Linked DNA regions of Gossypium hirsutum: region 2 is linked to region 1. A link is a contact called in public Hi-C data. All regions are on one chromosome and are shown on one strand. Each heading gives the region's core, a stretch centred on a gene start, on an enhancer-like site or on the middle of the called end of the contact. The rest is flanking DNA. Distances are from core to core; before and after follow the strand shown.

Region 1 (4,083 bases), core at 670-3,169:
ATTATATTTTAATTGTTTTTCATATAATAAAATCATATATATAACAAAATATAAAAGGAAATCCCTAATGGTCTTCTTTTGTTGACATGTGTAAAGCCAATTGTGCACATTTTTTACATTATAAAAATGGTTAGATTTCAATTTTAATCCTTCTATTATGCTTAAATTTGACATTTGATTTCTAAACTTTAGTTTTTAATATAATTTGCTCTCTATAATTTTATAATATTATTAGTTAGTCTAAATAGTTAACATCAATAACTTTTCAATTAAAATGTTGCTGAATTATATATAACTTAAATGTTGTAAGGTTCTTAGATATTGACACGCAGCTTCTCATTTATTTTGTGTTTGTCTTTTTCTTTTCTTTTTTTTTTACATTATAAGACAATGGTCAAATTTTAGCTTGACCCATATATTTTATTGAATTTGAGATTTAATCTATATACTTCAATTTTTGGCATAATTTGGTTTTTTCTATTTTTATAATGTTATTAGTTAATCTAAATAGTTAATATTGTTAACTATTTTCAATCCAAATGCTAATGTTAATGCTAATGTTAATTTTTCTTAAGAGTACTAATCCAATAAAAAATATTTTTGAATGGTATTTTTAAGAAAAAAAATCCACTTCAACATTTCAAGGTTACTTTTTTGTTACATGATTACTACTAAGTAAATATATTTTTTAAAATTTTTAAATGTCACACTAATAAATTTAATAAAATAATTTAACAGTAGTAACAATTGGATCTGAATTTTAAATTTTAAAAAAGTAAAAAAATTAAATAGTTGAAAATAGAAACAAGAAAACTATATTTCAAATGTACTCTATTGTTTTAAATTTAATAAGACTTAAATCATATTTTAACTCTTAAATTTTTACTCCATTATTTGATACAAAACTCTATTGTTTTAAATTTAATAAGACTTAAATCATATTTTAACTCTTAAATTTTTACTCCATTATTTGATACAAACAAATAACGAAGTGCGGAACTAGTATAGTTATATTTAAAAGGCATAATGATTTATTTGGCCTTCTAATTTTATAAAAAGTCTTTTTAGCCCACTATTTATTTTTTTACATTTTTTAGTCTTTAAATTAACATTTTTTTATCAAATCACCCAATAATAATAATAATAATAATAATAATAATAATAATAATAATAATAACAATAACGCCTAATATTACCAGTTAATTAGGAGAAATTTCCATTTTGGGTGTTAAGTACTTTAATCCATCATACAATGAAAGATTCACTTTTATTTTTTTTTGGTAATTCAATAAAATATTTAATTAAATCTTGATAATTTTGAACATTATATGGTTATAAGATACATACATGGTTGAATTAAACTATAACATGTATAAATGAAAAAGGAAGTCCATTTTTTATATAATTATTGTTCCAAATGTATAATAATCAATGAATTTAAAATTAATATTTAAGAGATAAATAAAATTTATAATTTTCCTAAGAGCACAAAAAAAGAAACATAAAAGAAATAAGTAGGACCATTGATTGAGAAAGGAAAGAGTATGAAATAAACAGCAAAATATTGTCACCATCAAAGAAAAAGAAAGGAAACTTGGTCCACTAATATGCCTACCCCTAGGGGGTCTATAAGAGATATAGGGATGTAGAATTTTGGCTAAAATTCTTTAGATTGGACCATAACCAATATTAAATTTGTGGTCTCCCTAATCAACCTAACAAAACCCTAGTGATGTCCAATTTGTTCACCTAATTCTCAATTTACTCCCATTTTTTTCCCTTAAATAATACAAAAGAGATCTACTATTTGTTATAATGAAAGGCATTTGGTTATGTAATGATGTTGAGATTAATGGCATTTGATTATTGAAGTGTGGTTATGCATAAATATTTCCACTCAAAGCAATGCCCAAACCAAGAGAAAATAATGAGTCCTCTTTATTCATTATTACTTGTATACAATTTGATTAATGGGTGTTTCTAAAATAATATTATTTTTAATTAATTACTATTACCATTTAACTTGGAATTTGTATCTTGATGTTTAAAATTCTTTTAAATTTTTATTTGTATAAATTATGGTGACTTGTAAAAATATAAGAAATTATTCATGTCTTCTCTATTTCTTTTCAATAATAATGAGTGGAAAATATCGAGAAAATGAAGAGAGAAGGGTTAGATAAGACAAGTATTGGGCGTAGAAGTAGGAATGATGGATTGTGTCAGATTTGATTATTTAGCAGTAAAAAGCCTCTTTCTCCCAAAACATCTTTAACTGTTTCTTCACCTACTTTCAGTTTGCTTCTGCTTCAGCTTTTCGCATCTCTTTCCTTTTCTTTCTCTTTTTTTAACTTTTACCATTTCCACTCCTAAACTTCCAATTGTGGCCACCCCGACCAACTACGCCACCACTAAAACATGGTCTCTCCCACCGCCACCACCACCCTATGATCACCACCCCACCAACATGTTAGGCCTCCATAACATCTTCCTTATAGCTCCACCACCACAGGAAAACCAACAACAACAAGCCCCACCACCGCCGCCGCCACCACCACAACCCTTTAACCAAAACTACAACTTGACTGACACAAATCTTTGGACTTCAAAGAGAAGCACCGCCCAAGAATCAATACCAGTTTTCCAAAAGAAAGATGGAACCTTGAATAATGTTGAAGAAGAAGATGATGATGAAAGTGGTGCTGCTGGTGGTTGCTTCAAGGTGTGTAGAGATTGTGGGAATAGGGCAAAGAAGGAGTGTGGATATAGTAGGTGTCGGACTTGTTGTAAGAGTCGAGGGTATGATTGTGCTACTCACGTGAAGAGCACATGGGTGCCTGCTGCTAGGAGAAAAGACAGGAAGGTTTTAGTGATCGGGGATGATGACGGCGGCGGAAATGGTGGTTGGTCTTCCGGCTCCTCTTCTTGTGGTGGTAAAAGACAAAGGGTTTTGAATTTGACTTCAAACGCTACTTCTAAGTCCTTGAATTTTGAAGCAGGCACTTGTCACCAGGGTTTGCTTTCTCTTTATCTTCTTCTTTCTTTTATAGCTTTCCTTCCATTTTTCTTCATCTAAGTATCAAATTTATTGAATCCATGCCGAAGAAACCATTGAATTCAGGATAAAACAATGCTGGGATTCTCTCTCTTTTTTTTTTTTAATTAATGAATGATTGAAATGTATAGGAGTTATTGAATTTTAGTGTTCAATGGATGCTTTCAATGTATTGAGTTTGCTGGGTTATTGAATTCTCATCTAAGTCTTTCAACTTTAAATATATAACTAAGCTGAGATATTATGCGACTGAATGATTTATATGTACTAAATTTGTTGAACTGTTGTTTTACCATATATAAATTGTTCTCTGTTAGTATAAAACTGGGTATTTTGTTAATTTCCAGATTCAGGATTTAAAGAATCCTTACCGGTTCGAGTTCAAGCACCGGCGGTTTTCAGGTGTATTCAAGTGACAGCCATTAGTGATGGTGAATCAGAGATTGCATACCAAGCTACTGTGAATATAAGTGGCCATGTTTTCAAGGGGTTCCTATATGACCATGGAGCCGATGTGAAAAACGAGTTTCCCTGCATTTCAAAAGTCGTTTTTGAAAGCAGCAGCAGTGGAAGGGATAGAGATTCATCTTCTCCGGTTGTTGATCCAGCAAACACCATTGCAGCCTCCGGTGACTGAGGATCGGTTTAAGGTACAATCTTTAGCACTCAACATGTAATGATGTTTATTTAGGTTCTAAATGTGATAGTTTATGTGCTTGATTGCAGTAAAAAAATGAATCAAATAGGCCTAACAATGTGAAGGTTACTTCATACCCCATAAATCATAGGATTTTACAGTTTTATCTTTTCTTCTTTTTTCTCCTTTTGCATATGCCTTCTATGAGATCAAAGACGGCATCGGTGTGAAGCTTCGTGAACGAGAAGTGGTTCTTGTTCTAATGTCACTATCCATCTTTGGTAAAAAAAAGCAAAAGATTGTATTTGCCATGATCTGCACTTCACTTCAGTGCTAGGCATATTTCCAAAATAGGAAAGCACATTATTTGCATAAATGTTCATCATGTTGC
Region 2 (4,083 bases), core at 739-3,238, 360 kb after region 1:
AAAAGTCTAATTTTTAAAAAAATTAAATAATTTTATATTTTATTTAATATTTAATAACTTTTATAACTTTTATAACTTTTATAACTTTTATTTTTTATCTTTTTTTGCCACATGTCTCACAATGGTTGTGACACGTGGTGGCTTTAATTAAAAAAAATTGAGAGTAGTTAACTTTAACGATCAACTTTTAAAGTTAAAGATTAAATGACCTTTTTTATATATTTTGGTCGTTCAAGTATTCAATTGAATGCAAAAAAAGAAGAGTAAGGGATTAACTGGTTTTCTTTTTTAAAAAAGTTTGGGGGCCTTTTTAATACATTTTAAAAGTTCAAGTACCTAATTGAATACAAAAAAGAAAAAAGAGCAGTGCTTATATATATATATATTTAAAAAAGTTTGAGGGCCTTTTTTTATGTATTTTGAACGTTCAAATACCCAATTGAGTGAAAAAGAAAAACAAGAATTTAATTATTTTTTTAAAAAAGTTTGAGGGCTTAAACCTTAAATGAAATATTTTGTTAAAGTTGAAAATTACACTTTGTAATAATGATAAAATACAATTTAATTATCATTTAATTTATTCAGAATTGAGAGTATTCCAATCATATAACATTCAACATTTTGGTATTTTTATTCAAACTTTAATCCCTTTGAGATATGAATAACAAACACAATTAGCACGACTTGAATCTAATCTATACTTGGAATGATGAATATCTTTGACCATCAAACCATCACGTATGATTCAAGTTTTTTTAATATTTTAATTATCAATAATTAATACATTTTAATTATATTTGATCATTTAAATAATATTATTTTACATCACTTAAAAAATATTATCCAATGAATTAAAAAGATAAAGAGATAAATCCATTCCACATTAAAAATTAGTATATATGTAAATTACTGTATAACCCGCTGTATTGCCAATCTCATCCAACATGAATTGATCAAGTAACTTTCGGCCTCAACATAGCCGAAATGACGAGTCCAACATTCACAACCAGCTGCACCATATTATGATCAGCCAACAATTCTAGTTATCAGCCCAAAGTCCAACAATGCTTCCACCAAGAAAATGCCCAGAGATTTGAAGGTTAGATTGCTCACCATGTGTTTGTAAAAAGTCCTCAACATTTGACATAACTTTTTCATGTATATCCTGTGCAGTTTCACAAATTTGTGAACAAACAAGACTAGTTTTCCCTGCAAGAAAGTAATGGATTGAGCATGGTTTAATTTCTTTGTGTAGGGCCCAATTTTAGCCTGGGCCCAAGACCCACAAACAAAAAACATAAATAAAGGTTTTTTTTACAGTCCAAATTACAGGCCCAGTTATTTTAATCCAAATCTAAAGCCCAAAATAAAACTTAAACCTAAACCCTTCAACAAAAAAACCCCTAACCCCCAATACTTGCAACAGCCGCCGCTCCACCAACGACCTCCGCGTCCCACTCCACTTGGGGCTCCAAGGCCACACTACTCGCGGCACGTCAGAGGCGTGCTCGCCCACGTACCTACAAACATGTAGAAAAACAATTGTAAAAAGGCTATAAAAGCCTCATGAAAATCCATTTGAAGGGACTTTTTTTTTACTTTTATCTTTTCCAGAGAAATCGGTTACAGATTGTATACAAATTTCAAGCAAAAATCAGTAGAAAGCAACCAAAGAATATTTTTAAAGGTGATTATTTACTACATCTTTATTTTATTTCTTTTTTTTTTCATTTTTTTCCCTTCCCATTCAAATCCACAACACAAACTAAAGGATAGGAGAGAAGGAGAGGGACTCACCGCGCATCGTGCTCGCACTGTCTGAGAGCCCTGCTTCGCTGGTCGCAGGCGACTTTTAGGGCGGTTGAAGGCCTAGGCATAGGCCTTTCGGCGAAGAGCAGAGAGAAGAGTAAGGGGATTTCAAAACTTTAAAGGTTTTTTTTAAAATCAAAGTTAAAATGTTTTTAAGCAAAAAGTATTTTAAAACAGGTTTTAATATTTGGAGTAATAAGACAAAAACAGCATTTGGGGGAGGGGGGTAAGAGTCAGTACGCGTTTTGACTGGACCCACACGCATTTTACCTTTAAATGAGTAATTTGCGCAATCAGTCTCCCTCTTTCACGCTAGCGCTCAATCGAGCCATGTTTTTTTTTTAAATTCTTTTAAATTGTCCCTGTAATCTGCACGCTATTTCAATTTGGCCCTCCCCTTAGCGCAGTATTTTGAGATTTGGGGAATTTTCGGTTTTAGTCCTCGAACATTTGTGCGCATTTGATTTCGGCCCAAAATTCTATTTTAATGATTTGTTTTGTTCATAAATTATCCCTTGGATTTTGTTTTTCTCTCAATTAAGTTTTAGTTATTTATTTTTTTTAGAATAAACATGTTGTTTTAATATATTATTTTGGAACTATTTTGATTTCACATTTTATTTATTTATTTTATTTTCATGTGCATACTTGTCTATCTGAAACACCTTCCTACATTATTATTACTACTATATATATTATTTATATTAAGTTTTTTCATGTATATATATTACTTTGTATATCATTAACTTTTAATCTTTTATGCATATTATTTATTTTTAATTTCATTTACGTGTTACACATATTATCTATTTTAATTTTTAATTTTTGATACAGTTCAAACTTTCATTTAAACTATTTACTTTATAATATTTATTTTAAAATTTATTTCTACATTACTATTTAATATATTATTTCTTTTATTTTTTATTTATCTTTAAATTCTTATATCTATTACATGTTTTAAAATTTTCGTATAGTTTGTATAGTAATATTTCCAAATTCTCTTTTTCCCATATTTTATTTTATTTTAAAACTTGTCATATTTCATTTGTGTGATTTATTTGAAATTTCTTTTAAAATTGGTTTCTTATTCATTAGCCATTGGTTATAAATGGTGGTATTTTTATAATATACGATGTGCTGCTATTACATGTATTCTAAGTTGTTCCTTTGCATTTCCTTATTATTTTAGATTATTCATGAAATGTTATTACTACGTGTTTTATTCCTTATGTTATCGAATTATCCCTTTTTAATAAAAATATATTTCATTTATTCATTACATTTTATTCGAAATTTTAAACAAGGCAATACTCGGTACTTGGGAGCTTTGAGGAAATTGTGCCCTAACTTATTAAGTTCCGATTTTCCTCGTCGAATCTAAGTAATCGAGTACCCTTCCTTAAATCAAAACAAATAAGTTTCAAATAAAAGCTTATTCTTGTGAATTCAAGATATTGTGTCCTAACTTATTGGATATGACACTTTATTTTCTCGATGTAAGGATTTCTAAAAAATAAATGCAATATTTTGTATTTGAAAATTTGAAAGATTGTACTCTAACTTACTGAGTTCCGGTTTTTCATTTGACCCAAATAACCGAATATCATTTTTTTCATTTAAGTGCATGACTTTTGAAAATTAAAAGACAAGCTTATTTTCGAGGGTTTACAAGCTTATTTTCGAGGGTTTAAATGTTGTATCCTAACTTACTAGGTGTGACATTTTATTTCTTCGAGATAAGAGGGTCTTAGCATTCCATTTAATTTATTCAAGTGTTCTTTTTAAAAAAAAAATAAAAGGATCGTATTCTAAAATCTTTTCAAACATTCAACGTTAAAACATTAACTAATCAATTCGGTACCAATTTTGGGCGTTACGAGGGTACTAACCTTCCTCGTGTGTAACCGACTCCTGAACCTTTATTCTCAAATTTCGTAGATTAAAATCATCGTTTTAATAAATTAAAATGTTTTATTAAAATGATCAAACTCAAGGTGATCTGATCACACCTCGAAAAAGATCGGTGGCGACTCTATTTTTATTTTTAAGTCGACTCCCGTTATTCAAATTTAAAATGGTTTCGACACTTTGTTTGACTAAGGATTTGATTGTTTAAAAGAAGAGGATTCGCCATCAAAGAATTTGGGTGTTGAGTTTTTTAAAGGCTTAATTCACGATTTTATTTTGGTATTAATTTTTTTTTTCACTTAAGCACCTAAATCATGCCATATGTTTTTATTTATATTATTTCAATACAATATTTTCTTAAAA

Evidence for each region. A called contact is a pair of places that touch in the nucleus more often than the background predicts.
Region 2: a Hi-C map of leaf shows a contact between it and region 1, with 3 times the contacts expected there. The contact joins the promoter of LOC121207596 here to the promoter of LOC107896388 in region 1. A contact is called at or near these places in 3 of 34 Hi-C or Micro-C datasets (all in leaf).

The regions. Positions count from the first base shown.
Region 1 is chrA10:105,597,037-105,601,119 of Gossypium_hirsutum_v2.1, forward strand. LOC107896388 (protein SHI RELATED SEQUENCE 6) reads left to right here and starts at 1,920. Exons shown (of 3, transcript XM_016821554.2): 1 at 1,920-3,014; 2 at 3,403-3,705. The coding sequence starts at 2,468. The coding sequence ends at 3,692.
Region 2 is chrA10:105,957,406-105,961,488 of Gossypium_hirsutum_v2.1, forward strand. It overlaps LOC121207596, which reads right to left and starts at 1,989. Exons shown (of 4, transcript XM_041077934.1): 1 at 1,798-1,989; 2 at 1,409-1,520; 3 at 1,114-1,209; 4 at 852-1,010. The coding sequence starts at 1,877. The coding sequence ends at 954.